Linked DNA regions of Pan troglodytes: region 2 is linked to region 1. The links are chromatin contacts, called in public Hi-C maps. All regions are on one chromosome and are shown on one strand. The core of a region is the stretch at or near the end of the contact, and the rest is flanking DNA. Distances in the headings are between cores, read along the strand shown. Region 1 overlaps ADGRL3 (adhesion G protein-coupled receptor L3). Region 2 holds the start of ADGRL3 (adhesion G protein-coupled receptor L3).

Region 1 (4,155 bases), core at 820-3,319:
CTTTATAAAACATGCTGAGAATAGTAAAAGAGTCAAACACGTGGCTGTGAATAAAGCTAAAGGGAAACATTTCATTTTGTTAAAGAACAAAAGAACCAACTTTTTAAGATTGCTTTTTAATTGGCTTTCATAGCTGGCACTTTATATATTCTATCAATAAAGGGAAAAATAGTGACTTTCATTATAATCGTTGCCTAAATTGTAATACTGTGATGTAAATACCTTAAACACTTCTGAAAATGAGTAAGTAGAAATTTCTGTTAGTGATATAAATTTATTAGAGATTTGGCTCCTGACAAAAAGGATGATTTTTTTTTATTCCAGTCAAATAAAATCCATATTATGTACCTTAAGAGGAGTGATAACTAATAGTAAGATTTTCCAAACACCAGCCTCCTTGTAAACATAATGCAAAAAAATTTAAGTTCATGGTAACAAAAAACCTTTAGAATTTGTTATTTGGAGAACATTGACTTTTTTTTTCCTCTACTCCTCTCCTCAAGAATATAAATTTTTTAATGGTATGGCAACTATACTTTCAGAATGTTGTAAAGTAAATTCTTCCTTTAAAAATCTTTACAACTATAGTAATGGGCACTCTGCCTTAATCATACTGCCAATTGTAACTAATGTGTGGGCAAAATGAGCAAAAATGATCCACATATTGACAGAGGTCTGTTTTGTTAGGGAGTTCTAGCTCCCTCTCCTAAGTAAATAATAACTGGCATTTCTGAAGACAGCTGAGAAGAATGAGAACTGTTTTGCTTTTTAATGGTAGTAAGATATTTTTGCCACCCATCCACCCTTCTCAACACATACACACAACAAACTCAATCTGTTTAAAAGTCCCCCCCACAACCTGTAGGAATCATAGAAGTACAATTCAAGATGAGATTTGGGTGGGGCCACAGAGCCAAACCGTATCACAACTTAATTTCCATTAGTTTCTATGAATGCCTAAATTCTGTTTAACAAGACAGCAAATATGTTAACAGGCTCAAATGTCAAAATGATCGATTACGTTATGTTGGATGTGATTATTATTGGACACCTACTTTTAAAAATCGACATGGTGGTTTTTTATCTGTCTGCACAGGGACAACATAAAGCCTGCCAACAGCCTGTAACCTCTAATACATCTGTGCTATCACAGCTATTCCAACAATCCAGCTTTTGTAACTAATCTAAAAGACCTCCTTTTAAGCAATTGTGTAGTGTTCCCTGGAGGGAGAGCATCATACCAGCCTGTTGCTTTAAATTTTATGCATTATTTGTCTTCATTATTAAATAATGTGCCCTTAAGGTCTGCATGGTTTCACCAAGTTCCCTCTCAAAAGGAGAAAAAAAAGAAGAAAAATGATTATTGCTAAATTGTCACCACCATTGTCGATTTGTTTGGAGAGCTCTACTAAAGATTAGTTCTGATCTAATTCAGGTAATGTTTATGTTTACTACTCTTGTGATATCTCTAACAGCTTGGAGAGAATCAGTAATGAGTGAAAGCAGACTATTTGTTCTTTTATAAATACAGAGGGTTTTTTTTTATTTTTACGTTTTTAACCTACATATCTAATCATTAGGTTTTTTTCCTCACATCATCTGTTATTCTCCAACACAACAACAAAATCAATCTGTTTTAAAGTCATCTGAGTCCAAGAAAAAGAATGAAATGTTGTAAAATGCTATTTTATGTTTGCACGTTATTTTTATCTTTACATTTAGTCAAAACAATGATTTCTCTAATTTAGGTCACTGAATTTACCCTTTTTAACTTCACATAAAACTAATGATACCAAAGTGAGGGTGTATCTGTCACTCACTATTCAATTTTTTCAAACTTAGAAGAGTGATGACAGGATATTTTATTGGGCTTAGAGTCTAATTAAAAGTGACAGAATTGCACTTTGAATAGCTTTTCAACACCCTTTAACATTTTTCTTTGAATGCTGATCTAAGCTTAAGATGTTCATTAGTAACTCATTAAAGACTTAGTTACAGTCCAGTGGGTGAGTCCTAAATATAATGATGGGATGTGTGTACAAACGTGTAGACTCATAATTAGAGAAACTGTCACACTGGGGATTAAGAATATACAATGCAGTCTTTGAAAAAGAACTGTGGAATGTAAGTGACCCCAAGATGGTGTTGTATTTTAAATTTTGCTTACTATTCAGATCATTTGGTTTTTTTTTGGTTCTAATTCCTAAAGGTATGTTTTAATGACCCCATTCTGCCAGGATTAAATGTGTAAGGCTTTGTATTAGGGCCTTTTTATACATTATTTTATTTAATCCTCATACTATAACAAAGTAGGCCTAATTACTCATTTAACAAATAAATAAACTGTGATTTAAACTCTTTAAGGCCATATATCTTGGAAGTAATAGAACTGGAGTTAAACTCTAAGGCTTAAGATCTTTCTACTTCATTTAATAGGACCATACAATATAGGATTCTAAAGCAGTTTAGATTAGATGATACTGTAAACTTCAGTTTCTGGGCTTCATGTAAGCAATGCTTCCTAAATATGGTGACATCATCTTCTATAGTTCCTGAAAACTACAGGAGCTATTCAGTATCAACATTTATTAACCATTAATTATCCTTGCCATATAAAACATCAGGTTTTCTGCTGATTTACATTTTTGTTTGTTTTTTTTTTATTAAAAGATGTGATGTGAGTCCAGAGGACACTAATATATAATATGTGGATTTGATAGAGAGATGCAAAGCTATAGAATTACTCTTGAGATGAACTAAAAGAGGCATTCAGCAATTTGCAGAATATATTAGAGAAAAAACAATCTACAGAAATAAAATGAAAGACTCAATATTTATAATTTGAGCAAAGATATAAAAATATAAAAAAGAGGATTTCCAAAATCTCAAAAAAATTCAGACTCGACCAAAAATAGAAATTTTTCTTGGCTACCAAAGTTTAATCATCTTCATCATTTTCTTAGGAAGAAATAATCGAAAACTAATAGAACTCAATGAATTGCCTTGCTGTTTTGTATACAATTCACCAGTATACAGGTCTCCTATAAAAATAAAGTTTCAATTATGGACAATTATTAATTTTTATAGTCATAATAACAATAAAAAAGTGAGGAGACAACCCACAAGAATGGGAGAAAATATTTGCAAACTATCATCTGACAAGGGTTAATAACTCAACAGGAAAAAAAGCAATCTGATTTTAAAATGAGCAAAAGATGTGAATAGACATTTCTCAAAAGAAGATATGCAAATGACCAACGGGTAAATGAAAAATGCTCAACATCACTAATCATCAGAGAAGTGCAAATTATAACTACAATGAAATATCATCTCCCACAGTTAAAATGGCTGTTATCCAAAAACAGGCAATAACAAATGCTGGTGAGGATGTGGAGAAAGGGGAACCTTTGTCTGTTGGTGGGAATATAAATAGTGCAGCCACTGTGGAGAACAGCATGAAGGTCCCTCAAAAGACTAAAAGAACTACCGTATGATCCAGAAATCCCACTGCTGGGTATATGTGGAAAAGAAAGAAAATAAGTATATTGAAGAGCTATGTGCACTCCCATATTTATTGCAACGCTATTCACAATGGCCAAGATGTGGAATCAACCTAAGTGTCCATCAATGAATGAATGGATAAAGAAAATGTGGTTACACATACACAATGAAATATATCCAGCTATAAAAAAGTGATGAAATTCTTAAGCCAAACATAGAAAGACAAACATTGCATGTTATCAGTAATATATGAGAAATCAAAAAAATATTAAACTAATGGAGACAGAGAGTAGAATGATGGTTACCAGAGGATGGGAAGATTAGTGGAGAGGAGAAAGATGAAGAGAAGATGGTTAGTTGGTACAAAAATACTGTTAGGTAGAGGGAATAAGATCTAGTGTTCAGTAGCAAGATATGGTGACTATAACCAACAATAATTTATTGTATATTTCAAAATAACTAAAAGAGTAGAATTGTAATATTCCTAACACATATAAATAAAAATATTTGAGATGACAGACACCCTAATTACCCTGGAGTAACTGATCCTTACAAATTGTATGCTTGTATCAAATATTATATGTACCCCATAAATGTGCACTATTAAATATCCATAATGATTAAAAATTATTTTTTAAAAAAATTCTGAATGAA
Region 2 (4,155 bases), core at 710-3,209, 300 kb after region 1:
GGGAGAATCGCGCCGGGCTCGGCACCCTGCATTTTCCATCTTCCCAGAGCCCAGCTTCTCACCCAGACCCTGTCCGTCCTCCAGCCCGCTCCCGCCTCCAGCGGCACCAGTTCCAGCCTGACGGAGAAAAGTCGCCCTCCTGTCCGCTTTCTGCCCCCACCAGGGGATGGCACTGGGGTGAGAGGAGAGGGAAAATTAACGGGGTGGGAACTGTTCCTATTCCCCAGCGTGTGCAGCTGCGAATGCGCCCAGTCTCTTATCCCCCTCACTCCCCTCGGCCGGTCAAATCGCCCAATGGCTGGAAAAAACTCCAACCCGCGCCAGACCCGAGCGCCCACCAGCCAGGAGGTTCCCTTCCCGCCCCGCACCACGACCGGATGAGTGTGTGTGTGTGAGGGCGGGTGTGTGAGTGGAAGGGCGAGTGTGCATGCACCCCGCACCCCCTCTTGTTGCCCGCCCGGTGGATGCCGCCGCCTGCGCCCGGCCAGGGCGACCCCTATTATGAAGAGTGCGAAGAATAAATTACCTTTCGTAAACGCCGGTCCCTGAGATCGTCCCATCAGTTGCTCAACAACCTGAAGGCGGGTGCAGTTTCCACAATCCAGCCATTGAGCCCGGGGCAAAAGACCGGCCGGCCCCTGTGCAGACACCCCCAACCACACGCGGCAAATAACGAGAATCGAAGCACAGAGAAAGCAGCAGGAGGGTGGAGACCCCAGTCAAGGAAACAACAACAAAAAGTCTCTCTTCCCTTTCTTCCGCTACACAGCCACGGAGAAAGGGGAAGGAAAAAGAGAGCCAAATGCTCGCCTTCCTTTACGTTCCTCGCTTCACACACCCCAAGGGGGCAAAAGCGGAGCGAAAAGAAAAGAGGGTTCAAATGTCTCTCCCAGTCCACAGTTGCACAACTTCGGAGTCAGGCTCTGTCTCCAGCAGGAGCCGAGGGACCCAGCGGCAGCTATTAACATGCGGCAGTCATAGCTGGGGCTGCTTCTCCTCCTCTTGCTGCTGCTGCTGCCGCCGCCGCTTAAGAAAAGACGCTGCCGAAGAGACCAAAAATCTTCCACCATCCCCCCAGCCGATCTTTATATCCAGTTCTCCCACCCCACCCCCCTTCTCTTTCTTTTTCTTCTTCCACGTCCTCCCCTTTCCGCCTCGGAGCGGGAGCGATGGAATAGGTAGGGGGAGCCGCGAGGGCCAGGGGTGGCTTCTCCGCCAAACCGTCCTCCTCTTCGTCCTCCCGAGGTTCTCTCCCAGCCGAGGGTCCCCTCTCAAGCCCGCAACCTCCGCGGACAGCCGGAGCGAGAGCCACACAAACTCCTTCCCCGGTGCACGGAGGGGGCGCGCGGACAGAGCGGGCGCCCGGCCGCCGAGGGCTGCGTCCCGGGGGCCGGCGAGCCCCGAGCCCGTGGGGTGGATGATTAGCTCGCCGGCCGGGCCGGGCAGCTGCGGGCATGTGGGAGCTTCATCGCGCGGCCCCGGGCTCCGCGCCGCCGCCGCTGTCTCTTCGGTTCTTTCTCTTCTTTGACTCCCCAAGAGCGAGCGAGGCACTGGCGCTCTCCAGACACGCACACTCACACACGCGCACACACGAGCGAGCTCCTGCCAAAGCAAACCGTGCAACCCGCGCGCGCGCACACCCGTAGGAAGAGGACCAAGGCAAAAAGAGAAGAAAGAAAGGGGAGGGGGCGAGTCACAGGCGGCGGCGGCGGCGGCAGCAGCTGCCGGAGCGGAGGCAACGAGCAGTCCGAGAAAAACCAGCAGCGGCGGCGGCGGCGGCGGCGCCCACCCCGACCAGCTGCAGCATCTGCATCCCCGCTCCTGGGAACTGGAGCGAGCGGTGCCGGGCCAGCAGGCGAGGGGGGCGACGCGCAGACAGCGGGTCAGAGCGCGGGCGCGCGGGGGCCGTGCAGCCTGCGCGCGGGGTAGGCGCAGCCGGGGCCGGAGCGGAGGCCAGAATGAGCAGCGGTCGGGCGGGCCAGCGGCGAGAGCTCCGAGAGCCGGGGAGGGGGCTCGCGCCAGGGAAAGGGGTGGCCGGCAAAACCCGGATATGGAGTGCTCGTGGGCTCCGCGGCGCGGGCTCCACCTAGCAGTTCGGCAAACGCTTGGAGGTGGGAACGGGAGGGCTGCTACTAGAGGCTTCCCTTTCAGGGTTTGTCAGACAAAGGGTACCTCTCCAGTGGCTTCGAGGCCCGCCTCGGCGCTCGCTCTCTCTCTCTCTCTCTCTCTCTCTCTCTCTCTCATTCTTTCTCTCTCTCTCTCCTCCACTTCCTCCTCTGTCCCTCCCTCCCTCTCTCCCCCTCCCACTCTCCATCACCTCCCTCCCCCCTTTCTCTTCTTGTCTTCCTCTCCCACTCCACCCTAGGTGAGTAAACATCAGCTTGAAAGTCCTGCCAGTGTCTCATTTTTTCAGGTGCGGATTATTCCGTATTTTCATTATGCAAGTACCGAGTCTGAAAATGTTTCCTGCCTTTGGTCAATTTTATGTTCCTTCAAACTTAACTCGACCTGCAAGTTCATTGCACGGTTTAAAGTATCCCTGTCTGATGAACAATCGTGGAGATTCAATTATCTTATTTCACATCATCAATGGAAATTACCATAATGGATACAGAAAGGTGCGGATTCCAAAACCATGCCTTCTGACAGAGGAAAAGTCTGGTCAAGTTAAATGAGTGGCCTTGGTCAATTGCTGAACCTTTTGGTGCCTTCTTTGTAAAGGAGACTGTTGAGTACATAATTTGTAAGGTCTTTTCCTGCTCTAAAATGTGATTTCAAATGGCTAAGATGTTATTTTCTATACCAGTACACTCAAATCATTAAGATTTATCATATTCATTCAACAAGCACATTACATCCGTAGCTAAATTTCCCAAATTGTATTTCATTGTATACATTTAGAATGACCTAACGACTTCTAGGAGCTCTTTAAGAGGTAACATCAATCCTAGCATATCTGAAGAACCTGAAATCTCATTAGAATTAAAAACATACCCAACACAAAGTGACAGTTAAAATGTCATTCATTCTTTAAAGCTCAACTCCAATCCAACGTTCTCCAAGAAGCCTCTTCTCACCAAGACTCCTTCCCAAAAAATCACTCCTTTCATGATACCCTGTAACATTTTGATAACATCTCTTCTCTAACACCTATTTTATTCTGCCTTTTTCCTTGTTCCTTTTTAATCATTAATGGTTTGTCCATTTGCTTCTTCAGATTACAGATTTTCTTGAATGCAAATTGCTAGTTTTAATCATCTGTATAAGGAAAGATTATATCTACAGTCCTTTGCGCATAGTTAGTCCTTTAAAAAAATTGGGGGTGGGAAGGGAGATTTAATGATATTGCTGAATTCTGACCAACTAGATGTTCACAAGCTGAAGTTATGCTACTTGAATTTGCCTAATACAGGACATCCATGAACTCCCCTGGGTACTTAAAGAAAATACAAATTGACATCTGGAGCCGCTTGTTACTTAAATAGTTTTGGAAAGAGTAAACTCTAGCCAATTGTGACAAGAGGCTCTTATTTGTAAAGGAGGAAAAATGGAAGTTACTCAATTCATTTCTCAAATGCTTAATGGTTGTATTAAGTATAATAAAACAACCAAGTAATAAAAATAACATTGTAATAATATATATAATGACAAGTATAGATATTAAAGATTATTAGTGGTAGCATCAGAAACATTAAATACATATTTAATATTTATTTAGATCGATAAAAATATATAATGACAATATATAGATATTAAAGATTATTAGTGGTAGCATGAGAATATTAAATAAATAGTAGCTATAGATCAGTTTTTAGAATCATCTTTAACACAACAGAGGTCTGGAGGGATGCAGGAAAATGAAATTTCAAAGTAAAAGTTTTACATGTATATTTATACACACATATGTACACACATAGATATACATATATGTGTATCTATATAAATGAAATATTAACTGAAAACTAAGCATAGTCAGTTAAATAAGTAATTGGAAGTGTTCACCACGGAGGAGTTGACCACAAATAAGCAAAATTACAAAGACAATAATGAGGGAGAAAGAACCAAAAATCGGGGGGGTGTGAATAAAAATAACCAATGAGTAAAGAAAAGCAATGAAAGAAAGAGAATAGGTTAATTGTTTATATAACTTAATCA

What was found. Hi-C and Micro-C count contacts between places; a contact is called where the count stands out from the background.
Region 2: a contact with region 1 is called in a Hi-C map of stem cell-derived neural progenitor cells, with 3 times the contacts expected there. The contact joins the promoter of ADGRL3 here to the enhancer-like site in region 1. A contact is called at or near these places in 1 of 7 Hi-C or Micro-C datasets (stem cell-derived neural progenitor cells) and 1 of 1 datasets of contacts at active chromatin or transcription factors (stem cell-derived excitatory neurons).

What each region holds. Positions count from the first base shown.
Region 1 is chr3:68,356,067-68,360,221 of NHGRI_mPanTro3-v2.0_pri, forward strand. The region is part of intron 3 of ADGRL3 (adhesion G protein-coupled receptor L3); the gene reads right to left. Among named protein-coding and RNA genes, the nearest start is that of ADGRL3, 300 kb to the right of the region's middle. Within about 2 kb of position 2,070, at least 3 of the 24 cell types and tissues checked have an H3K27ac peak or open chromatin away from gene starts, as enhancers often do. A contact at or near this core is called in stem cell-derived neural progenitor cells, where this site is marked.
Region 2 is chr3:68,660,368-68,664,522 of NHGRI_mPanTro3-v2.0_pri, forward strand. It overlaps ADGRL3 (adhesion G protein-coupled receptor L3), which reads right to left and starts at 1,960. Exons shown (of 26, transcript XM_054683096.1): 1 at 527-1,960.